Regions from separate parts of the Mus musculus genome. Here regions 2, 3, 4, 5, 6 and 7 are each linked to region 1. A link is a contact called in public HiChIP or PLAC-seq and promoter capture Hi-C data. All regions are on one chromosome and are shown on one strand. Each heading gives the region's core, a stretch centred on a gene start, on an enhancer-like site or on the middle of the called end of the contact. The rest is flanking DNA. Distances are from core to core; before and after follow the strand shown. Region 1 holds the start of Gnai3 (guanine nucleotide binding protein (G protein), alpha inhibiting 3). Region 2 holds the start of Wdr47 (WD repeat domain 47). Region 3 holds the start of Elapor1 (endosome-lysosome associated apoptosis and autophagy regulator 1). Region 4 overlaps Gm40121 (a long non-coding RNA gene). Region 5 overlaps Gm40121 (a long non-coding RNA gene). Region 6 overlaps Elapor1 (endosome-lysosome associated apoptosis and autophagy regulator 1). Region 7 has its middle 55 kb from the start of Eps8l3.

The links. Promoter capture Hi-C pulls out the DNA fragments that hold promoters and counts their contacts. HiChIP or PLAC-seq counts read pairs in DNA pulled down with a chosen protein or histone mark.
Region 2: a contact with region 1 is called in a promoter capture Hi-C map of liver, with 6 times the contacts expected there. The contact joins the promoter of Wdr47 here to the promoter of Gnai3 in region 1. A contact is called at or near these places in 7 of 39 promoter capture datasets (the 3T3-L1 cell line, frontonasal cranial neural crest, hematopoietic stem and progenitor cells and 4 more), 1 of 484 Hi-C or Micro-C datasets (embryonic stem cells), 3 of 115 datasets of contacts at active chromatin or transcription factors (bone marrow-derived macrophages, embryonic limb bud and microglia) and 2 of 9 other capture datasets (adipose tissue and pancreatic islet).
Region 3: an H3K27ac HiChIP or PLAC-seq map of microglia shows a contact between it and region 1, with 5 times the contacts expected there. The contact joins the promoter of Elapor1 here to the promoter of Gnai3 in region 1. A contact is called at or near these places in 2 of 484 Hi-C or Micro-C datasets (embryonic stem cells and regulatory T cells), 2 of 115 datasets of contacts at active chromatin or transcription factors (memory CD8 T cells and microglia) and 3 of 9 other capture datasets (adipose tissue, liver and pancreatic islet).
Region 4: a contact with region 1 is called in an H3K4me3 HiChIP or PLAC-seq map of bone marrow-derived macrophages, with 3 times the contacts expected there. The contact joins the enhancer-like site here to the promoter of Gnai3 in region 1. A contact is called at or near these places in 2 of 39 promoter capture datasets (the 3T3-L1 cell line and liver), 4 of 115 datasets of contacts at active chromatin or transcription factors (bone marrow-derived macrophages, embryonic stem cells and pancreatic cancer cells) and 1 of 9 other capture datasets (adipose tissue).
Region 5: a contact with region 1 is called in a promoter capture Hi-C map of hippocampal neurons, with 2.3 times the contacts expected there. The contact joins the enhancer-like site here to the promoter of Gnai3 in region 1. A contact is called at or near these places in 8 of 39 promoter capture datasets (the 3T3-L1 cell line, the C10 cell line, embryonic stem cells and 4 more), 1 of 484 Hi-C or Micro-C datasets (the G1E-ER4 cell line) and 3 of 115 datasets of contacts at active chromatin or transcription factors (the 230-238 cell line, bone marrow-derived macrophages and pancreatic cancer cells).
Region 6: a contact with region 1 is called in a promoter capture Hi-C map of liver, with 3 times the contacts expected there. The contact joins the enhancer-like site here to the promoter of Gnai3 in region 1. A contact is called at or near these places in 5 of 39 promoter capture datasets (the 3T3-L1 cell line, liver and pre-B cells) and 1 of 9 other capture datasets (liver).
Region 7: an H3K4me3 HiChIP or PLAC-seq map of embryonic stem cells shows a contact between it and region 1, with 6 times the contacts expected there. The contact joins the enhancer-like site here to the promoter of Gnai3 in region 1. A contact is called at or near these places in 5 of 39 promoter capture datasets (embryonic stem cells, hippocampal neurons, liver and 2 more), 1 of 484 Hi-C or Micro-C datasets (the G1E-ER4 cell line) and 5 of 115 datasets of contacts at active chromatin or transcription factors (the 230-238 cell line, bone marrow-derived macrophages, embryonic stem cells and 1 more).

Annotation. Positions count from the first base shown.
Region 1 is chr3:108,144,520-108,147,739 of GRCm38.p6, forward strand. It overlaps Gnai3 (guanine nucleotide binding protein (G protein), alpha inhibiting 3), which reads right to left and starts at 1,633. Exons shown (of 9, transcript NM_010306.3): 1 at 1,369-1,633. The coding sequence starts at 1,486.
Region 2 is chr3:108,589,681-108,592,900 of GRCm38.p6, forward strand. It overlaps Wdr47 (WD repeat domain 47), which reads left to right and starts at 1,598. Exons shown (of 15, transcript NM_181400.3): 1 at 1,598-1,917.
Region 3 is chr3:108,534,806-108,538,025 of GRCm38.p6, forward strand. It overlaps Elapor1 (endosome-lysosome associated apoptosis and autophagy regulator 1), which reads right to left and starts at 1,736. Exons shown (of 22, transcript NM_001346518.1): 1 at 1,491-1,736. The coding sequence starts at 1,643. 1700013F07Rik (RIKEN cDNA 1700013F07 gene) reads left to right here and starts at 2,779. Exons shown (of 5, transcript NM_029314.1): 1 at 2,779-2,894. The coding sequence starts at 2,814.
Region 4 is chr3:107,781,856-107,785,075 of GRCm38.p6, forward strand. The region is part of intron 1 of Gm40121 (a long non-coding RNA gene); the gene reads left to right. Among named protein-coding and RNA genes, the nearest start is that of Csf1, 23 kb to the left of the region's middle. Within about 2 kb of position 1,641, at least 31 of the 459 cell types and tissues checked have an H3K27ac peak or open chromatin away from gene starts, as enhancers often do. A contact at or near this core is called in bone marrow-derived macrophages, where this site is marked.
Region 5 is chr3:107,801,017-107,804,236 of GRCm38.p6, forward strand. The region is part of intron 2 of Gm40121 (a long non-coding RNA gene); the gene reads left to right. Among named protein-coding and RNA genes, the nearest start is that of Csf1, 42 kb to the left of the region's middle. Within about 2 kb of position 1,670, at least 13 of the 459 cell types and tissues checked have an H3K27ac peak or open chromatin away from gene starts, as enhancers often do. A contact at or near this core is called in hippocampal neurons, where this site is marked.
Region 6 is chr3:108,475,455-108,478,674 of GRCm38.p6, forward strand. The region is part of intron 7 of Elapor1 (endosome-lysosome associated apoptosis and autophagy regulator 1); the gene reads right to left. Among named protein-coding and RNA genes, the nearest start is that of Gm23336, 21 kb to the right of the region's middle. Within about 2 kb of position 1,602, at least 35 of the 459 cell types and tissues checked have an H3K27ac peak or open chromatin away from gene starts, as enhancers often do. A contact at or near this core is called in liver, where this site is marked.
Region 7 is chr3:107,820,731-107,823,950 of GRCm38.p6, forward strand. No RefSeq gene overlaps it. Among named protein-coding and RNA genes, the nearest start is that of Eps8l3, 55 kb to the right of the region's middle. Within about 2 kb of position 1,736, at least 89 of the 459 cell types and tissues checked have an H3K27ac peak or open chromatin away from gene starts, as enhancers often do. A contact at or near this core is called in the 230-238 cell line, the G1E-ER4 cell line, embryonic stem cells and 3 more, where this site is marked.

The DNA of each region.
Region 1 (3,220 bases), core at 383-2,882:
CCTATTATACAGGCACTGGCAGTCCAGAGCTATGCTATGAATTCTTATCCTTTGGAAGCTCAAACTCCACTGCATAACGTTTTCTTTATATTCAAGCTGCCGCTCAGAGCTTCCAAAATATATAAGCAAGCAGCCAGCCCATCTTAAAGCACGAAGTCAGCCTAAGATTATGGCAGTGGTGTCCGTCCTCTGGAGCTCTACAAAGTGAAATTAGTGCTCTAAAGTGACCTTTCGGGACGGTATTTATCTAAAAAGCTCTGCTGCTTCCAGAACCTGTGACTTATTCGTAATGATTCTCATCTAACAGATTCCTCAAAGATATAAATAATGAATACAGCTGGATTTACTGGTAAGCTAATGCGAGAGAAGTTTATATGATTTACTGGGCCTATCAAAGTTTAAAACGAAATTATCCTGACTGAAACATGTCTGACTAGAGATAAAAAAGCCCACTTGAGTATAAGACAACACGGTGTTTGTAGTCTGAAAGCCAATACATACTTTTATTTTGAAAAACCCAATTAAAAAAAAAAATCAACCCCTCCCAAATAGATCACAATCTCTACAATAAATCTGCCCCAGTCCATATGTTATCCTCTACTATTCCCGACACACATGGTCCCACTGTCCTCTACCCCAAACCTCAAAAATGGCATTCTTTCAATTTCCTCAGCTCACACCATCCCTAGCCCTTTAATTTAAAAAAGGAATCACGGAAGCTCAAGAGAATTTAAAAAAAAAAAAGAGAGAGAGAGAGATTTTAAAAAAAAGTTGAAAAAAGTATTAGTGGCCTCTGCACCCAAGGTCTTTTCTTTTATACCTAAGAACCTGTCATTTATTTCAACCGCCTCCTGGGTGTTCCTGGACAACCCACCTCACTAACAGCACAAAAAGACTTGCGAGCAAGTTCTTTATGTGACCCTCTCTGTACTAGCTTCGCTATTTAATCATTCAATCCTTCCAGCTTTATCCTGACATCAAGTATCAAACTCACACAAACCCTAGACAGGCCCCACCAGACACCATACACTATCCTCCTCAACACGTTCCAGCCCAGTGTGAACCCTCCCTAATTTCGGTCCCTCCCTTTAAGAGCCGTGCCCGGATTCCCAGCACAGTCTCGGGGCTCCAAACTCCCCAACTCTACTAAGTACCATCCCAGCCGGGTTACACCCTCTCCAACCTGAAATCCCCACGCCTTCCGGGGCCTCAGTCGCCAAGCCCAGTACCCGCCCCATTGCTGGGCATCCCCTCCTTGTCCCTTTGGGGTCCTCTCTGCCGGCCTTGGCCAGACCCCGATCAGCTCCGGCTGCTCCCGGGGCCGGGCTCTCCGGCTCCAGCGCTCCAGCTCCGCCCCCAGCCCCTCACCGAGCAGCAGCAGCTTCACTTCTTTGGCCGCTTTCTCCCCGTCCTCCCGCAAGTTGCGGTCGATCATCTTGCTCCGCTCCACCGCCGCCTTGTCCTCGGCGCTCAACGTGCAGCCCATGGCGGCGGCGGGAGAGGGGACCGGGCCCGGGCTCACTCACACACACCGCGGGAATCGCCACACACCGGCGGAGACGGGTCTTCTGCTGGGCGGTGGCCTTCTCCGTCAGCTCCCCTAGCTCCCGGAAGAACCGGATGTGTGCTGTTTACGACACTTCCGGCGACGCCCAGCGGCCGTTACTACTTAGAGCGCTGTGCCAGTGGGAGGCGGAGGTGGTACGGAGAGCGGAAGTTCCCTGGTACCTGACTGTCCCCGTGGAGTGATGGCGAGCCTTCGCTCCGCACCTCCCAGCCTTAATACCCTTTTACTTCTCCGGCTCCTGGACTTGGATTCCAAGTGTAGAAAAAGCGGGACTTCCAGCACGTGGTGTGCTCTGGAGGTTTGGCGGTGAGGATCAGATTCTCAAATGAGAGCTCACAGTCCTCTGGGAATTGCTGTTGGGAAAAGCCTCCCTCTCCAGAAAACAAACAAACAAAAAAACCTTTTTTCCTTTTCATCTGTGATTTGGAGCCCAGGTCTCTGTCCAGAGCCGCGTGTTGGGCACTTCAGCCAAAGTTCCCTCCGTCTGATCCTTGAGCTGCCCAGCCTGGATGTTCACCCATTCCTCTGGCTACACCCATTATGCCAAGTATATATTAGTCCTTCTGCTACAACGTATGGATTTCTGTGAGCTGTACATATGCCTGGCACTCCTATGTTGGCAAAGGATCACTCGACCGCATCAAGTAATAGAGAGTGAAAAATAGGTAGTAAGTATTAGAATATGAAACTAGGTGTAATTCATTTATAATATTTCCACGCTTCCCTTTCTTCCAGGTAAACCTGAGGACTTAGTTCCATACCCAGAAATAAACGAGCTAATCTCTAATCTAACAAGAGTTCCTCTGTGATAGCCACAGAAAGGGGGAAGTTTGGTAAAAGTTGTCTTTCTACTATCTCCTGAATATTGGCTCTGTGAAGAATATCCTAAAGTCCCTACTAAATAGACCCACAATGACTCAACACCCGTTTTAAGAAGGGGCATTTTTTTACAGCCATTGAAACATTTCCCTGGAATTTAAAACATTTCTCTAGTAGGAGGTAACTTAAGCTACAAATTCCCAAGAGAAAGGTCTATAGTGAAAATTAATTAATTAGAACCATCTAATTAGATTAACCTCGTCCACGTCACCCATAATGCTTGTCAATTCCAAGTCTGGAAAGTCTCCCACTCATTTCCAAAAGAAACTGCTTTTCCTTTCTGATCACTTCTAGGGGGGAAAGGGTCAAGAGGAAAGGGGGAAACACAACATTATTGAGTACCTTTTTGCCAGGTAGGCACTTCCATGTCTCATCTCTTAATCCTCACAACAACCCTGTGAGGTAGGTAATATTAATCCCCATTGTCGCCAATGAGAAAATGGGCTCAGAGGAATTCAGTCGCTTTCCCACGTCCACACAGTAAGTACATCTGTCTAGTTTCAACTTCACGCCCTCTTTCTACCAGACCTCTCTAGAAGGTATAGCTGGGAGACCCCTGACAACAGAGCATCTAAGGTTTTTGGATGGCAGTCACCTCGATACCAAGATGTTGGCAAAACTGGCAGGATGGATCATCTCACCCTGTTGCTTCCTCGGCTTGTAAGGGAGATTGTGTCCAGGAACCGCCTCCAGGAGGTAAGGATTGGATATTGAACTTTACCAGTCCGTCTCAGTGACTAGAAAATTCCTGGACAGTGGCCATAGCAAAAGTTG
Region 2 (3,220 bases), core at 348-2,847, 450 kb after region 1:
TTTGAGACAGACTCTTACTATGTAGCTGGGCTCAGACTGGCCTCCAATCTGCAATACTCTTTATCCTGCTGGAATTACAGGCATGCACCAACATACTTGGTCTTTAAAGTATTGTATTTATTTATTGGATATGTTATGTGCATACACAATGCTGTGACTCACCTGGCCATTTATCTTGAACTGGATTTTTTGTCTGTTTGTTTTTGAGGTCCCAGCCTTTGCTGGCTGGAACTCATTATGTAAACCAGGCCAGGTAAATCTCTCATAAGTCTACCTCTGCCTCCTGAGTTCTGGATTCTTTATGCTAAGGTTCCTGGAGGTTCAGCTCCTTGAGCAGTACGTATCTGGGGGAATACTACTACACAAATGTGTAGGAGTGAGGTTACTACTGTAAATAAAAGGGCAGTTCAAAACAGCAGCCTTGTTAAGTGCTTCAAGATAGGATTAGCTTTACACATGGAGAGCCTGGAAGGGGATGGTTTTCATGGAGGGAGATGGAGTACGGAAAAGGGCAAGGAAGGAGTATTTATTTCACTTAAGCTTTATTAGTTAATCGTTGGAGTAGAATTAAGAGTCAAACCCAGTGCACAGAAGACATTTGGAAGTGTCAGACAGGTTGTCCTAGCTACTTTTTTTATTGATGTGATGAAACACCACGACCAAGGCAACTTATAAAAGACAGCATTTAATTTTTAGCTCAGGGTTCCAGAGGGTTAGTTCATGACGGTCTTGGCAGTGAATGTGCCAGCAGACAGGGAGGCCTGATGCTGGAGCAGTTGCTAACAGCTTACACGTGATCCACAAGCACCAGACATAAAACGAAGAAAAGGCTGGCTTGGGACTGGAGAGATGGCTCAGCGGTTAAGAACACTGACTGCTCTATTTGGAGGTCCTGAGTTCAAATCCTGACAACCACATGGTGGCTCACAACCATCCATAGTGAGATCTGATGCCCTCTTCTGGGGTGTCTGGCGACAGCTACAGTGTACTTACATATAATAAATAAATCTTACAAAAAAAAAAAAAAGCCAGAAAGGACTGGCTCTTGAAACCTCCAAGACCACCCTCAGTGACATCTCTTCCAACTTGTTCACACCTAATCCAGTGGTTCTCAACCTTCCTAATGCTGCGACTCTTTAATACAGTTGCTCATCTTTTGGTGGCCTCCTCACCCCCAGCCATAAAATTATTTTCGTTGCTACTTCAGACCAGTTGGTTACTGCTATGAATTGAAATTATATGATATGTTACCCTCCTAGGAGGTGTTGGGACCCATACGTTGAGAACTGCTATCCTTATCTTTTCCTGTCAGTCCAGTAACTGGGGACAAGCATTCAAATGCATGAGTATGGGGGCAATTCTCATTCAAACTACCACACCTGTCCACGCTATTTTGGGACATAACATAGCGTCACCCGAAGGTTCTGGGCCTACATTCTCCTTACAGTCATCTCCTAAACCATAAGAGCAGAGAAGGCGAGGGCCAGGAGCCTCCAGGCGTCAGTCTTAGATTCTGCCCGCCCCCGTGTTAGGCCCCGCCTCTAGGCCCCGCCCTACCCTCCTGGGCTGGCCCAGCCGACTCTTCTGCTCAGGCACCTGCCTAGCCGCCTCGCGAGGAGGGGTCCTGAGGCGGCTCCAGGGACGAGCAGTGATTGGCTGCAGCTGGCGGCTGGAGCTCCGTTCCAGCGGCGCTTGACAACCGCAGTCCGCGGAGCGGAGCGGTCGGAGGCGGGATCGGGGCGGACGCGAGCAGGACCGGCTGACGAGCTGATGGATTGACGTGCGGGCTGCTTAGCCCAGACCGCCGCCCTCGCGCTCGCGCCTTAGACTGGAATTGGCTGTCTCGGGGCTCTGGCCGCCGGCCTCTCCTCCGCGTTTTCCTCCACCGCTTCTGCCGGCTCCGCCCGGAGCTCTCAGGTGAGCGGATTCCAGGAGGCGGGGGCGGGCCGCCGTGCACCGTGGGTTGCCATGGTCACCCGTCGCCACCTGTCACTAGCCTGATGCGGCGCAGACCCCACAGCCCCTTGGGCGGCGTTCGCAGCCGGGAGGAGTGTCTTGGGTAGGCTTTGGTGGCGACTGCGAGAAGATGGGATGCGGGCGAGGCCCGGGTGTCTCGGGGACAGGACCTGGGACCCGCCAGGCAATCTATCCAGGCCGCCACTGCTGGACCACACCTTCCCCTACTTGCCAGTCTGATTCGGGCGGCTGGGCGATGCCCCTCGCCCTGGTATGGAGTATCCACCTCGCCGCTGCTGAGGGGCGCGAGGAGGGCTGACTGGGCTGCATCTGCCTCGCCCCTCTATTGGGCTGGGGCGAGACTGAGGGCTGCGCGCTGGTCCCTTTCCCTGCTCGCCTTGGCCGGCGAATGGGTAGGGAGTGGCGGGGTTGAGGGTTTGTGGGGGATCCGGGTTTGCCCTTTCTGACGCCAGGCCAGTGGCTGTTAGGAGCAGTCCTGTGGGGTCTGGGAGGGTGGGGACAGGGGCATCGACTGAATTTCGAACGTGATTTGTTCCCGGGGACGCCTGCGTAAGACACCGGAGGTTATGGAACTCAGAGGGTTAAGCTGCTTAGCTGTATTGGGGAGAAAAAGATTGGGGCTCTAGCTCTGGGACGACGCCTTTGGCAAAGGGGTAGGAACCAAGTAGGCAGCGGCAGTATTTGACCTGATGATTTCCCCCCTGTACATCCAGACATGCAGCTAGTAACTACGAAGGGTGTCGTCTGAGGGGAGCTTTTTTTTTTTTTTTTTTTTTTTGGCAACTTGGTTCTCACTGCATAATGAGAGGAGAAGTCTTTGTTCCACCCAGATTCATCGGTTGAAATCCTGACACTTAGTTTCCCCCCTTTGTTGTAGAGAGTTCATAGAATGCTATAAAAAGTTAATGGCACAGGAATTAACATACAGGTTTAAAAGGGCTGTAAATCTTTTTCACAGATAATACCACTTCTTTTTTTTGGGGGGGGGTCTCAAGTGTTGGCATATGTTATGTTAGCATTTTACTAGAAAGGAGAAACGCCTAGCAGTCGAATTTTCTTTATATGGCACATTCTGGAGGTCTTATTTAGGTGGGAGATATAACGAATCATTGTGCATTAAGGTTTGGAGGAGGGGGAGGAACATTGCTTCCAACAACAAAGTAACACGTAAATGGGAAAGACAAGGAAATAATCCATAACAGTATATGTAAGGCAAACAACCAGATCATGAACTTGAATTGGG
Region 3 (3,220 bases), core at 486-2,985, 390 kb after region 1:
GCACGCCTGCAGTGCCCTCAGAGACCAAGAGAGAGCGTCAAATCCCCTGAAACTGGAATTACAGATGGCTGTGAGCTGTCATATGCCTTCTGAGAACTGAGTTCAGATTTTCTACAAAGGCAGCAAGTTCTCTTCACCCCTGAGCCAGAGCCATTTTTTCCTCCCTTTGTGGAACATGCTATGTCCTAGAACCCGATTTGTAGATTAAGCTGGCCTCAAACTCACAAAGACCCACCTGCCTCTGCCTCCTAAGTGCTGGCGATTAAAGGGATGCAACACCAAGTCCAGTACCTATGGGCCACTCAAATATTAATGAATCCCACTTGCTTCTTTTGTGATTTGCTATGTTGTAGATAGGCTAGTGGTTAGGACCCTCCATAATTGTATTTATGGGACTGCACTGGCATTGTTAATTAACACTGGTGACTTAAAGGACTATTTTAACCCCTCAAAACCTTAGCTAGGTTTGATATTTAGCATCTCCCCTACAGTGCTAGACTTTTGACATGTTTTCAAATCTCTCACATTCTGCATAAATTTTATTCTGCCTTCCCCAATATACTTTTTGTAAATATTTCAATGTTGTCTCTACCATATGTTTTTAAGTCACTTACAGCACAAACCAAATATCGTTATTTCACTAATACCAAAACTATTTAACTTTGGTATTCCTATTGTCTTGTCATATGTCCCCCCAAAAACCAATTTTCAAAATCATTTTTGTTGTTGTGGTTGTTAGAAGACATTCACTACCTCTTTTGTGAATTATGTTGTTAACATTTTAGAGACACCTTGAAAAGGACTTGTGGCATATGCTAACATAAGTTCAAAGGAAAGAGTGGGGGGGGATATGTTGTAGAATTCAAAATCTAGAGAAGGTGGGACATGTGCTAAACACTAACCAAAGTGTGCAAGGGAACAGGCAAAGCGTTCCAGGAGGGCCTCAGCCAGCAGCTGCGAGCAACTGGATGTTAACACAGAGGGCACTTACTAGGTAGGATCCTACGGCTGGTCTCCCGAGCTTCCCACCCTCAGACCCAAGGGCTTCTGACCCCAGTCTACTACCAGTCCTTAACTTTACTTTTATCCCAGTTCCCTCCTTTCCTCTTTCTGTTTGGTCTCTCGATGTTTCCAATCACTCTCTAGGTAATTTCACCCATCTGGGAAGCAGCTACTGTCTTCTTTCTCTTTCTTTCTGAGAACTGTCACTCTTTCGGACCTTACTCCCTGAGCCAGAGCTGCTGAGAGCTCCTGAGGGTGATCTATTTTAGGAGTCCTCCGATGGGCTGGCCTCCCCCATGACGACACCAGCCTGCTTCCCTCGCTCCAGCTCCTACTCATCCCTAGAAAAAAATTGAACTCTATGGCCCCTGAAACTGTGACTGGATCTCCAAGGTCTCTATCTGGATCTAGGCTTTTTAGCTCTTTTTTTTTTTTTTTTTTTTTTTTCCCAAAGTGAGATCAGGTCAAGGGGGTGGAGTGGACAGTACCTCTTTGCAGGCGTGAAGCTCGGGTCCGGTTCCCAGGGTCACCTGGAAGGTGGTCCCAGCCCAAAGCAACAGCCACAGAAGCCGGGGTGTGCGCCTTTCAGTTTTTCCTCCGTCTCTGGCAGAAGGATGGGGGTTGTGACCAGGCTCTGCCATAGCGCTGTCCTGAGCCAGCGGCAGTAGCGGCTCAGGTGCTGCGGTGGCTGCTTATGCTGGCAGAGGAGGAAAAAAAAAAAAAAAAAAAAAAAGAGGAGGGAGGTACACAGGGGGAGGATGCAAGGGGCTGGACTCGCTTCAGTCACCTCCCTGCGGCTACGCCAAGGCAGCCCATCCTTCTTCCTCCCTCGGTCCTCTCCTCCTCCTATCCATGTCGCCTTGACAACCGCATCCTCTTCGCTCAGCGCGGGTGGGGCAGGGACCACGCGCGCCTGTGCGGCTCACCTGCCGGTCTCCATGGCAGCCGCCACCGCTGGCGCGCGGCGTGGGAGTGCACGAGCCAGGGTTTGCAACTAACCGAACAGGCTTACGTAAAGCACGCAGTAGAGAAACCCTCCAAAACATCTGCAGCAGCTCATTTCGCACCTATTACTCTTCCGGGCAGGGGGCTATTTCTAAGCATATCTTATTTTGTAAACATGGCATGTAAAACGATTAGGGGAAGACAGGCGTCTTCGTTATCTTCCAGGGATGGTCTCCTAGAGTGGCCCCAGCACTAACTGCAAAAACTAGTTCCATCCTTCCTCCCCACCAAATCCATCCACGTTTTTACAGCCGTCTCAGTGAGCAACCATGACGTCTGCATAGTTAAACAGCAAGGAGTGTGACCTAATCGACAGTTTTGCAAGTAGGACACGTGAGATCTTTGAGATATATATATATATATATATATATATATATATATATATATATATATATATATATATATATATATATTGACATTCTCTTACTCTCGTTGATTTGAAAATGGGGAAGCTCTCTTTTAGGTGAAAGCGAGAAGGAAACATTTGGGTCATCTTTTAGTGTTTCTTTCGTCAGCTTTCGCAGAAATCCCATGCCTTGGGAAGCCAGCGTTTTCCAACAGAGGCTCCAGAGTGCGTATCCAGGTCGCCTTCCCTCCATTCACAGCAGCCTCCTCTCAAGGAGCCTTCTTAGTTGAACCGCCAGGTGGCGCATCAGAATACATCTGTCATAACTGGAGGGATAGCTGCCTAGCAACTAAAAATTGGGCGTTCCAAACAATTGGGACCCGGGATCCTCTGCGAACCAGGTCGTGCTGAGGCTGCACTAGTCTCCAGGGAGTAAGCGTGCGTCTCTGGGCCTTTAAACATGCTTCAGCCTCAGGAAACTTTCTCGAACCCTGCCTTACGCGACGAAGACAAACATTTGGGAAATCTGTGGGCTTCTAAGGTACATTGAGGTTTCCTCAGCAAATTCCCAGTGGGGCCTGCAGGAAATTCTTGGTAACCTAACTCTGATGAGATCACCAAGTATCAAAGAAATCTGTTTTCTGCCTGTCTCCTAGGTCCGCTATTTGCGTCTGATAACGTTTTGGAAGTGGTTTTGAGCAGAGGGAAGGGAACTGAGCTCTAATGTAGAACAAGGTCTGTCAAAGCAGTGATGGGGAATATAAATGATGGGGAAATATAATAATAGTCAGGGTTCCACCAAGCTACCCTTTTGTCTTGGCTTGGCATGTGTACTCCAAAGACAGATGAGAGGTAGAATGGAAGAAA
Region 4 (3,220 bases), core at 391-2,890, 360 kb before region 1:
GGTATTTTCATTCAATGTATTCATGATGCTAGCAACATTATCATACTGGAGAGGTTTAGATGTGAAGCCACCTACAGAATACCTGCAGAAGAGCCATGGGAGCCCAGTGCTCTGAATACAAGCCTGGGAACATTCCCGGGCCTTCTGTGGCCATCCCATGGCTTGGGAAGATTATCACTACAGTTCTTTATATCTCAAAAGACCTGGGCAGCCTTTGCATGGCAGCAGTAGGACTCAGGCATTCATAAGTGAAGGCAGAACTGTCTGAAGAGGAACAGATGGTGTTGGAGCCAAAGGAGGGGAATATGACCTGAGCAACATGGAATTAATTACCAATGAGCTCTGCCAGCACTTTGCAATGGTGGAGAGGCATAGACAAGAGTGACGGCGGCCATATTAGCTGGATGAAGAGTGCATGGATGCCTGGGTGAAAGTGGATGACTTGTGCAAGTGACTCTACCTGTCAGTGGAACCCCTAACCCTGAGGGCCAGTGAGTCAGCAGACCAAGATCAAGTGCCTCCAGGATCCTTGTTCTGAAGGTTGTCATGCATCTGAGTGTTGACAAATACCATGACAGAAAGCAACTCAAGTAATGGCCTGTTGTTCCTTTGAAGTTTTGAGCTCTGAGTAGGACCCCAGGGAGTGCCTCCTGAACAGAGTCCCCAGCCTCAGCCCTTTTCTATTGACAGATCATCTTCCTTTCTGAGGATTCTCAGGGGAAGAGGTGCTATACTGACATAAACATGTTCACCAAATTCCCAGTGGGCCCTCACAGAGTGGATGGACTCTATCAGCCACCAAGTGTTCTGCCTGAGAAAAATCTTCCTTTACAGAGTGTGATAGTTCTGTGTACACCCCTTCCCCCTGAGTCTTTTGATGTTGTCAGTGGCAGGATCTAATTCAATGATGATCTTGCTTCGAAAACGGAAAAAACAAAACAAAACAAACAAACAAAAAACCCAACCAACCAAAACAAACAAACAAACAAAAAACCAAACCAAACCAAACAAACAAACAAACAAAAAAAACCCCAATGGTTAGATTTTACACCCATGTGTCTTCAAGTGGAGTCTCAGTCTTCCAGGTCCAACATCAAAGCACAGCCCCTTTCTGTTGTTCTTTGAATTATGCATAACCACAGGAGAGGGACAGAATAGTCAGATAGAGGCCCTGTCAGCCTCTGGCAGCATGATGCTAATGAGTGGAAGTCAGAAGTCAGCACCTCCAGTGGCTTGGTCTCCAGGGATAATTCCTGACTTGTGGCCTCCCAACATGGCTCTCCACCCTCCATAAAGACTGCTTAGCAAGCTGTGTGTTACATTTGGGGATTAGGGAAGGTGTCTAGGATACCTGCTTAGCAGACTGCTGTTAGGATGGGGGTCCTAGAATGAAGGATTGATCAGGGCCAAATTAAGTTTGGGAACCATCATAACAAGTGATCACAATGCTGTGTGGAGTGAGAGCCCTCTTGGAGAACATGGGGATGGCCAAGGAGAAGTGACCAATGAGAACATGCTAGCCCCAGACACATGGGTTGCTGTAGGAACAGAAGTGAGTAAACAAAAACTGAAGAGGAACTAGTGTTGTGGAGGTGGAAGGAGGACACAGAGGTATGAAGGCCGGAAACCAGGGACAGCACTTAAGAAGCAAAGGTTGAGCAACAGTCAGCTGCCCCAGAAAGGGGGCGGCTCTGGGAAGTGACTACTAGGAGTGGAAAAAAAGATGTCAGCAGTAGCCCAAAGAGGAGCATTAGCTCATTTCTTGGGCTCACTCCATTATCACTCTGTGGACCCTCTATGACCAGGTCCTTTTTTCTGCCCCACCCCATTATGTTCTACAACGGGGAGACTGGTTTCTGACTTGGGGATAACTCAGTAGCACGTCTGGATAAAGCCCAATCCATGTAGGGTGGGCTACAGCTTATTTGTCTAGTCTTGAGAACCTAGAACTATGTACTGAAATGGGTAAGGCTCCCACCTTGGTAAAGTATAGATCCAATGGAAGCGTCTGGCATGTCTACAGTTCAGTTCTGCCCCTTGTCAGCTAAGACATGATCCCTTATCCCAAGACAAGTCTTGAAGACTGCATTATTCTCTGTACTCTCTTTTCAAAAATATTTTTATCATATTAATTCAGCATGGTATGTGTGTACGTTTGTATGTCTGTATGTCCATGTGTCTGTGTGTGTAGAGGTCAGAGGGCATCTTGAAGGAGTTCATTCTCTTCTTCCACCACATGGGTTCTGGAGATTGAACTTATGTTGTCAGGCTTGGCAGCAAGTGTCTTTATCTACTGAGTCACCCCACTGGCCCTCTGCACCCTCCACTGCCATGAGCTCTTCTGTATAGAGTCTGCCTTGCACCTCTCCCTCCTATGAGCCCAAGTCTGCCTTCGAAAGAAGTCATGGCTTCCCTAGTTCCCCACCTTACCATTCTAGAAAAAAACAAAGCCACCTTTATCCACATCTCTTTCAGGAAGGCAAAGACCAAAAAAAGCAACAAGTCCACCATGGTGGGGACCTAGGAACCCTGACAAGGGGTGCTTCCAGCTGTGTCTAGCTCCTTGTCTGTGTTCCTGTCCCCTCCCCGAGTCAAAGCCTCATGGCCTTTGACCTTTTGGATCTTTGGTGAAACCTCTTTTTCTTCATCTCAGTTCAGCCACAGAGATGCCCTTCAAGTGCTCTGGTCATTTGTGGGTAATCTACCCCTTGGAGCTCGCAGGCTAAGAGGATCCCATACAGCACCATACTCAAAGGTGGTCTACCAGGTGATATCTTCTCCTGACAGGACTCAGGACATACAAATCTTTCATAATTATGTTTTATAAATACCACTTTTTAAATCATAACACTGCCATCCTCAAAAGCTTCGGAAGCTCCTCATACCTGGAAGTTAGGGGAGAAGGGAGCCTGTGTTGGACGTTTACAGGTTAGGTTCTGGATATAGTAGGAATGGACCTTCTATGTCTGCCCAGATGTGCCTCTCTCTCTAATATCCCCTTTCACCACCCACCACAGGCTTCCAATCCACAAAGCATGGGAACCTGGGCAAGGAGAGTGTCTTAAGGTGCAGGGAAAACTCAGAGAGCTCAGAAAACCTTCATGTGAGACCTCAACCCCTGTGTGGCCAGCCCTGTATCACACAAAAGCATTTGTAAACCGCACCTTCCAAATGTCTGGCCTCATCCTATTGCCCAAGGGACACAAGGCTTGACTCCAGC
Region 5 (3,220 bases), core at 420-2,919, 340 kb before region 1:
TGGACAGATGCTAGATGTGATCACTTAGTTGTGACCCCATATGTTAGAAGCTTGACCTCCATGGTGGCGATGTCAGGAGGTAAGACCCAATGAGAGGAGGGAAGCCTTGGGTTGTGCCTTCATAGAGGATTTACATAGTTCTTATAGGACCCAAGTGTGGCTGTGGCTTCTTGTCTTACTATTGGTCTCTATCTGTTCACAAACTTCCACCATGGTGTTATTTATCATGATATGGCCCAATAAAGGGGCCACCACCAGGGACAAATCAATGCAGTCACCCAGTGTTGGGCTTCTAGACTCAAACTTAGCTAAATAAACCTCTCTCTTAAAAACAACAACCAAACCCCACAGCTTTAAATAAGCCTCTCTCTTAAAAACAACAACAACAAAATTCCACAGCGTTGAGTATTTTGTTACAGTGAGGGAAACTTACTGACACATTGTCTTTGAGGGGAGGGTAGGAAGAGGGAGTCTCTACCACAGTTAGTAGGAATGTATTGAGTAGAGCCTCTCAAGTTCTCAGGAAGGATGTAAATTTCAGTGAAGCTTCTCTGAGGCAAATTGGTGGTTTGGAAAATAAGCCATAAAATGTATTTGTTCAGCCAATGTGTCTCATACTCTATTCTCAAGAAGTGGTACTAACTCTGTGCTTGTGCGTGTGGGTGGGATGTGGGGGTGAGGCTCTCAAATGCTCATCATTGCTTTACTATTACTACCGCCTTGCCCAGACTGGAAATAACCTTACTGTCCAGTTGCAGAAAGGCTCACTAAGCCTCATCATATCCATATAAGGAATATTAAGTTGACAGTGAAAATTATACTCATGAAACTTTTTTATGAAATAAAATATGCATATATCCTAATGTTAAGTCAAGCTTAATTTTGTTGTGAGCACAAAACAGATAACAAAAAATAAACTACATGAAAAACAAAAAAAGGATAGAAAATAATCATAGACTCAGCCTGGGAAGGAAAATGTGATTAGCCATGGAAGTTACTAAGGCTGGTGTGCCCACCTGGAGCCTAGGTGAGAAAATCCCAACTTCTAGCACAAGCTTCCCCTAGGTCCTAATGGACTTCCTGTTGACTTTTGTGTTTGTAAGTAAACATTTCACTGGGAGGTGGCTCCACGTAGCTCTTGCTACAAAGGCCTTAGGGCCTGCAATTCCTGTAAAGTAGTGAGGATTTATAATCTGAGTGTTCCCATGGTGAGATGTGGGAGGCAGAGACAGAAGCTTGTGAACCATCCAGTCTGTGCATGCAGTGGTAAGCAGTTAGAGACCTGGGTCAGAGAGGTTTGAGAGTGAGACTGACACCTGGTGTTGTCTTCTGACTTCCTTGCACATGCAGCAGCGTATGTACATGTGCATTCACACATACACATATGGACACACATTAACACACCCCACCGCCACTGCCACGGCCACCAGGAGAGCTCATAAGCATCAGCTGTCTGAGTCTGAACCAGTCTGCCTTCTAAGGACTCCTGCTAGAATTCATTTGAGGAACTTTATAAAAATGCAGATGCCTAGGGCCTGCTCACCCCCAGAAGATCCCATAAGGTTGGGTCAGGCAAGTTAAAACATTCCCTTGAGATACCACAAGCTCTCTTCACTCAGAATCACAGCATCGGATGTCTGGCCAAGGCCCACCCCTCTCTTGGTCTTCTCCAGATTCCTTTAGTATGCTGTGTCAGGAACCAAGTGTTCATGTCTGGCTTTATCATGCTTCCCAGTAGATTAGCATCCTGCTTCTTCCTGTTAGGAGAATATCCAGATGCCCTGAGAGCTGCTGGCATTGGCTGGGTTTCAGCAGCCCCTGCGGCTACTTTAGATCTCGTCCTTCTGCGGTTTGCTCTGTCTCTCTACATCCCTCCACATCCTATTTCAGATGAGCCTGCAGGTCAGCGTTGTTCAGCTATTCTGCTGGATTATGCATGTTCTCTTTCATTATGCTGATTCTCTCCCTCCATTTTTTGAGATCCAGTAAATAAAAGTTCTCTTGGACCTTTTAGAAGAAACTTAAAGAAAAGACAAACTTAAGAGATAAGCAGCATAATGGCTTAAGAGCCAGGATTCTAGAGCCAGAGTTCAAATCCTTGCCAAGAGAACGTAGACAAGTCATAGGATCTTGGTGCCTCAGTTTCCCTATTTGTCAGTGAGGATGATCATCACACTACTTCCTTGGGCTCTCAGAATGATTCGGTAAGCTAACGATACACCCCAAACAGTGCCTGGACCAGATCTATGGGTTCCATGTCCATGGACTTAACCAACTTTGGATTGCAAATATCTGTATGTATGCATGTGGTATGTACATATGTGTTCATGTGGGTGGGTGCGTGTAGAAGCCTGAGGGCAATGCTGAGTGTCTTTTTCTATAATTGTCCACCTTATTTTTTGAGCCAGGGTTTTACTGAACCTGAAGCTCACCAATTTGCCTAGATTGGTTAGTCAATGAGCTCTAGGGCTCTGCCTGCCTCTGCCCTCCCTCCTCCAGTGCTGAGCTTACAGATGTGCATCCTTACACCAGGCTTTTGTTGGGCGTTGAGGACCTGAAGGCAGAGCCCTCATGCTTGCACAGAGTCACCTTTCCGATGGAGCCATTTCCTAGTTCATCATGGATTTTTTTTTTTTGAGGTTTATTTATTATTATATGTAAAGACAGTGAAGCTGTCTTTAGACACACCAGAAGAGGGCGTTAGATCCCATTACAGGTGGTTGTGAGCCACCATGTGGTTACTGGGATTTGAACTCAGGACCTTCGGAAGAACAGTCAGTGCTCTTAACCGATGAGCCATCTCACAAGCCTGAATTTTTTTTTAATTGAAGCTAGACTCAGCATTGACACACAACCCTTTCTTTTTTCTATTCACAAAGCAATGAAGGATAACAGCTACACATGGCATTTACTAGGTATCCAATTAGTTACATTTTTGTTTTTGTTGCTCTGATAAAATACCCCAACAATAGCAACATAATGGAAAGGAGGTTTATTTGGGCTCACAGTTCCAGGGTATAATCCATCATGGTGGCGGGGGTGGAGGGGTGGCACAAGGGGTCAAGCTCAGCTGGTCACATGGCATCTACCAGAAGGAAGCAGAGAATGCTGGTGCTCTGCTAGGTTTTCCTTTTTATTCAGTCCAGGACTGAAGCCTAGGGAATGATGCTGCCCATCTCAATTAACCCAAAGTAGACAGCATTAACAATCACAGGGATCC
Region 6 (3,220 bases), core at 352-2,851, 330 kb after region 1:
CTCCCTCTGTAGACCAGGCTGGCCTCGAATTCAGAGATCCACCTGCCTCTGTCTCCCAAGTGCTGGGAATAAAGTGTACACTACCAAGGAATTTTTTTTCTTAAACCTACTTTTACTTATATGTGTAATGCTGTTTTGCCTGCCTGCATGTATGCATGTCTCTGCACATGTGTGGCTGGTTCCCACGGAGGCCAGAAGAGGGTGTCGGATTCCCCTAGAACTGGAGTTAGTGAGCCATGTGGGTTCTGGAATCAAACCAGGATCTCTTGGAAGAGAAGCCAGTGTTCTTAGCCTTTGAGCGATCTCTCCAGGCCCCATCCTTAGACCTCGTCTGAGAGTTCTCTTGCCTATGACAAACGTGAAGAAGGCCATCTGTTACTTCCCCTTCTCCATGAGACCACCCCACACAGATAAAGTTGGAATTGCCATGAACTCAAGATGAAGCTGCCTCTGCCTCGCCTCAGCCTCAGCATCCTAGTGCTGACTCTCACCCAGTTACTTTTCTCCCACTTGGGGAGCACTGGGGTTTGAACCCTGGGCTCCAGGCATGTTTTACCACTGAACCCCATGTCCTTAGCCATTTTATCAGGCTTTTTGTGTTACCCTTATAATGATATAATGTTGCTTCAATACCGTGGACCTTTACAGAAGAACTAATGAACCCTCCTCCTCCTCAAAGCAATGGATGTCATATTTTTCTTTTGTTTTGATGTTAGAGACAACTATAGCCCACCCCATAGCCTGTGCTAACCTGGAACTCCTAATCTTACTGCCTTAGGTACTAGGAAAACAAGTGTATGACATCATGCATACACATATAAAGGGTGTGGTGGTGCACAACTTTCATCCCAGCACCCAGGAAGCAAAGGCAGACCAATCTGGGTTCAGACCAGGCTAGCCTGGTCTACATAGTGAGTTCCAGGGTAGCCAGGACCACAAATGTCTCAAAAGCCAAAATAAATCCTTTTCGGAGTTCGAGGCCAGCCTGGTTTACAAAGCGAGTTCCAGGACAACCAGGGCTATACAGAGAAATCCTGTCTCGAAAAAAGCAAAAAAAAAAAAAAAAAAAAAAAAAAAAAAAGAAGAAGAAAAAAGAAAAAAAAGAAATGCAGTCACTATTATTTGCCTGCAAGCTTGCATATTCTTTTTATTTGAGAACTGTCCAGGGAGATTTAATAGATTATGTGTTTCTTCACCTCCTTTCTAGTGACTTTACTTCTTAATAGGTTCCATCCCTTTCCCAGATGACTTCCTCTGTCAGAGACTCTAAAGATGCCTTGTTGGCCTGTACTGGGAGCTCAGAGACTGAATATCTCCCCATCTCTCTGTCCCTGTCTTATTAGGCTGGGCAAGAAGGAAGTGTTGGGAAACAGCTGGAATCGGCTCAGCGCCTTTATTCAGTAATAAAGGCAGGAGGTTCAATTCCTCAGAGAGGGAACTAGAAACTCCGGTTGGTGACTGACTTGGCCAGGAGAGATTTGGGGGTGGGGAGAGAGGTGCTGAACACGTGCCAGTTCCCAGGGCCTTGTGGATCAGGTCTGGCAGAGCAGAAGTTAAGTGTTAGAAAATGTATTTGGCACAAAGACCTTTGTTCTGCTAGTTAAACATTTGCTTAACCTGACACCCTAGGTCTAAGTTTTAGCAGAAATGGTCCAGCTGTTTACACACAGACCACTGTGAAAATGGCTTTAATAAATGATTAACTGCAATGTTCAGACAGACCTCACTTTCCAAGCACGGGTTTAAACCAAGAGGCTTAAGTTGGGCATTGGTCAAGTGTGAAAAAGTCACCTAGATGTTTGGTAAGGCGAGGGATTGAATGTGGGTTGAGGAGGAACGCTCGTGGGAAAACATGTAAGACGACGTTGATCTCAGGGCCCGGGGTGCTTCCTCTGTACCTACCTTCTCCTGCCGATCTGGCCCCCCTTCTAGTCCAGTGTTCTCTCTGGGGCCCATTTTATCAAAGGAAAACATTTCCTCAGCAGGCACAGGACCCCAGCACACATAAGGGCACAGCTCATAGCAGCTCAGATGCTGAGGTCTTCTCGGAACCTACCTTTCATTTGTAAATGGAGGGCTCACTCCCACACCACGCTTTGAGTCATAAATGAGACAATGTTGTATTGAGTGTAAACTTCTGTACAAGTGAGCTATTATTGTAAACTATACCGAGAACATTTTCATCCTGTAAGAGGGGTATCTGGACAGGCCTTCATTAAAAGAAAGTGAATTAGTAAAACTAACTCTACGGCCGGAGTGAGCAGGGCCAGGGAGAGAGAAGAAAAAGTGTCTGAAGACAGCTACAGTGTACTTACATATAATAAATAAATAGATCTTTTTTTAAAAAAAAGTAAAACAAAACTAATGCTGAAGGGATAAGGTGAACAGGATGGCTCAGTGGGTAAAGGTCCTTGCCACCAAGCCTAACCACCTGACTCCTTCCTGCAAGTTGTTCACATGCACACATGTTCATGCATGAACCCACACATACACACACACATACACAATAAAACAAATAAGTGTAATAGTACTTAGTGCTTAGGCTAGAGCTGAAGCTCCGCAGAGGAGAGCTGGCCTAACATGTGCAAGGACTCTGGGATCTATCCCCAACACTGCAAGAAACATTGTTTAAAACAGTGATTACACAGCACTCAGGAGGCAGGGGCAAGTGGATCTCTGTGAGTTCGAGACCAGCCTGGTCTACAGAGTGAGTTCCGTAACAGCCAGGTCTACACAGAAAAACCCTGTCTCAAAGAACAAAACATAATGAACAAAAACCAAAAAAAGCAATTACAAAATACCAGGCCCATTTCTGGATCCTTTCCTGCATTAGCCAATCCCTGTGGTAACAGTGTATGGTGGACATGATCATCATCACTTCTATTTTGGAGGTAAAGATGTAGAGACATGGTTGCTTCTCAGGCCTCCACTAAGATTGTGTATAGGGACTGCAGCACGAGCAAGCAGTGTAGCCCAGATGTCACATCTAGTGAGGGGTGAGGCTGAGATCTGAACCTGGTGAGTGTGTTCTGGAGTCCCGGCACTGTTCCCTATTGCACCGTGGAGAGTTCCTACATTTGTGTGCCCACATGGGCAGATTTCTCCTATTTGGTTCAACCTGGAGGACAGGCACCAACTCAGGCTGTAGCACCAAGGCTGGTCCTTGTAGGTATTCAAGGTGTGTGTGTGTGTGTGTGTGTGTGTGTGTGTGTGTGTGTGT
Region 7 (3,220 bases), core at 486-2,985, 320 kb before region 1:
AGAGACTGGGGCCCTAAAACTTCCTTGGAGGTCACTTTCCAATGACATAAAGCCTTCTCACTAGGGTCCACCTCTTCAAGTTTCCACTGTGGTGCAGTAGTGCCAAACTTGAAGCCTTTAACACGGAGCTTTGAGAGTCTTTCTAGATCCTCATTGCAGCAGCTGACTACATGTGTTATGTGTTCTGGACTGTAACATAAAATGCATTTGTATTCTTAAGACTGCAAGCCTCTGGACCAAAGCTCTCCTAACGGCTATCATCAGTCAGAATGGAACACGTCATCCTTAAAGAGAAACATTGTCCTACCAAACAATCACACCAATGCAATAGCAGATTCATAGCAGAGGACCACTGGCTAAGTCAGCCCTGAGAAAAATCGCCTGGGAGCTCCAAAAATAAACCTCATTTAAAAAAAAATGCCAAAGTCCCAAGCCAGTTTGAAATTAATGCAATGGACTACTTGGGACTAGTTTTTTTTTTTTTTTAAACGCTTTAGAAATATTTCCATTATATTTTAACCCTCTGTTAATCAGACAAAAGTTTTTAAATATCTGACATTATTTCATGAAAACGGGGATATTTAAAATAGTCAATTTGGGGCTGGAGGGATGCTTCAGGATGCTCTTACACAGGACCCACTTTAGGCTTCCAGAACTCACATGTTGGTTCACAACCATTCCCAGTTGCAGGCAATCCAATGGCCTCTTCTGACAGCTTCAAGCAATTGGGACTAGGGAAGACATGGTTGGATAGACATATATGCAAGCAAACCACTCATTAAAAACAAATAAACAAATAAAAACCTTTTGAGAGAGAGAGAGAGAATTCATTTGCTTTTCCAGGCATGGCAAAACACACCTGAAATCCCAGCATTTGGGAGGCTCAGACAGGAAGACTGCAAGTTTGGGGCTGTGTAGTAATGCCCTGTCTTAAAAGCAAAATGATGCTGGATCCGGTGGCCTGGGCCTTTAATCCCAGCATTAGGGAGGCAGAGGCAGACAGATCTCTGTGAGTTCAAGGCCAGCCCTGTCTACAGAGTGAGCCAAGGCTACATAGCCAGACCTTCCCTCAAATAAACAATGCAAAAATTAAAAATAAATAAAAATAAAATAATGAGACATACCCAACCTATTCCTGAGTCTACTCTTGGTGGGCATGTACATGCACACATTTGAATGTGTTCAATTTTGTATGTGTGCTTACATATACATACAGATGTGTGCTTGCTCTGACAAAGCTGCATTAGAAAGCCCCACTGTGCCTCTCTCAGAGCTCTGAAGTCTTCACTGCCAGGAAGGCCACCGGGCTGTTCAAGGAAAGCAAAAGCTGTGCCTTCCAGGCAGAACCCAACTTTGTTGTTTTCCATCTGTCTGTCCACTGGTCTGTGGAGACCAGCTCACACAGCTGCAGTGACACGGGCTGAGTGTCAGTTGATTACAGGAAGCCCCTCTCTTAGGGGAAGCCTCCTGGGCACACAGGCTCAGTTCTGAAGGCAGGACTTTCTGCCCTTAAAAAGTCCTCTGGAGGTTCAGGGCCTGGCCTTGAGGTTCCTCACAAGGGTCTTTTAACAGCTCATCCTGGTTTCTGGCCTCACAGGAGGCATCTACCAGCCAGCTGTGGGATGTTAGGTATGTTTTTGGAAAAACAGTAGGGACTTTCTGTGCCCAGGAAGACGCCCTTGCTAGTTAAGTCCTCATCTCTTGGCTCAAGGCTTTGTTCTCTCATAAAACACACATTCCTGAAATCATACGAATACTCTTATAATTGAATAACTTTACCATTTCCTCAGAACTTCCACATCCAGGGTAACCATCCAGCTTTAGCAAAACGGGGGTGTTAAAGTTATGATCTTGGTCTTACTAATGAACATTTTCAGTCAGTTTTCTGTCGCTGTGAGAGAATACCTGAGACGGACTTATAAGATGAAGTTTTTTGTTGTTGTTCTGACTCATGGTTTCAGTTCCTGGCTATTTTGCATTCCTGCCTTTGGACCAGTAGTAGAACACATGGCAGGAGAACACTGCTTATCTTTCTGTATCCAGGAAGCAAAAAGAGGGGAGAAAGGTCAGAGATCCAATGGCTCTGTCAAGAGTACACCACAGTGAGTTAGTTACCTTCCTTTCACCAGGTCCCGTTAGCACCATCACATCCTCTTGGGAACAAACCAAGAGAGGACATTTAAGGAGGCCAGTGTCTCATACGTCAGGCCACTAATCTTTTAGACTCTCCCATTACCTTCTCCCATCTAGTAAGTGACCAGGAACACAGGAGGGGTTCTTTCCTAAATGTCTCCAGTCCGTCCCTTCCGTGACTCATTTCCATGTCAGTATAAACCTTCAGCTTTCCTCCAGAGAGCACAGAAAAGAGCACTGCAGGAGACTGCCTACAAGGGACAGACCCAACCGGTCAGGGTGTGTGTAGTTGTGAGGGCAGGTTGGAAGAATCAGTACAGGAATGGAGGAAACCAGGGCTGGATGATCTCAATCCTGGACTAGCCAGTCTGCCCTGCCTCCAGGCACTAGACTCTGTGAGTCTGTGATGTAGCAGACACACAGGCTCATGGTTCTTCATCAGAGCGATGGGAGCAGTAAGGGTGCCTGCCCCTGAAGTGGTGATGACGATTCAGAATAATGATATGCATAGGAGACTCAACACCCTGAGGCTAGAGAGGTGACTCGGCAGTTAAAGAGCGGTGACTCAGCAGTTAAAGAGAGGTGACTCAGCAGTTAAAGAGAGGTGACTCAGCAGTTAAAGAGAGGTGACTCGGCAGTTAAGAGCCCATACTGTGCTTATAAAGGACCAAGTTGAGTTCCCAGCAACCACATCAGGCAGCTCACAATTACCTGTGACTTCAGTTCCAGGGAATCCAACACCGCCTTCTACACGTAGTGGGCACCTGCATTCACAGGTACACATACCAATGTGTGTGCATCCACACACATGCCTAGCACTCTTAGATCGTGTACAATACCAACAAATGTTGGTCTGCTAGCTAAGCATGTCCCTCCATCGCCCACACAGCTCATGTTTCCAGCCCTACTGTATGTCTCTCTCTAGCTTCTTTTCTCACCCAGTCCCGCTCTTGCCAAGCTTCCAGCCTTGAAGAGGCCCCTGGGATTTACATGTGAATCAGAGACAGCTGGGACCAGAGAGGATCCAGGCTGCATCTGAGTCCCTATCACCTCAGTGCCTCCTGGAAGACAGGCTGAGTCCACAGGC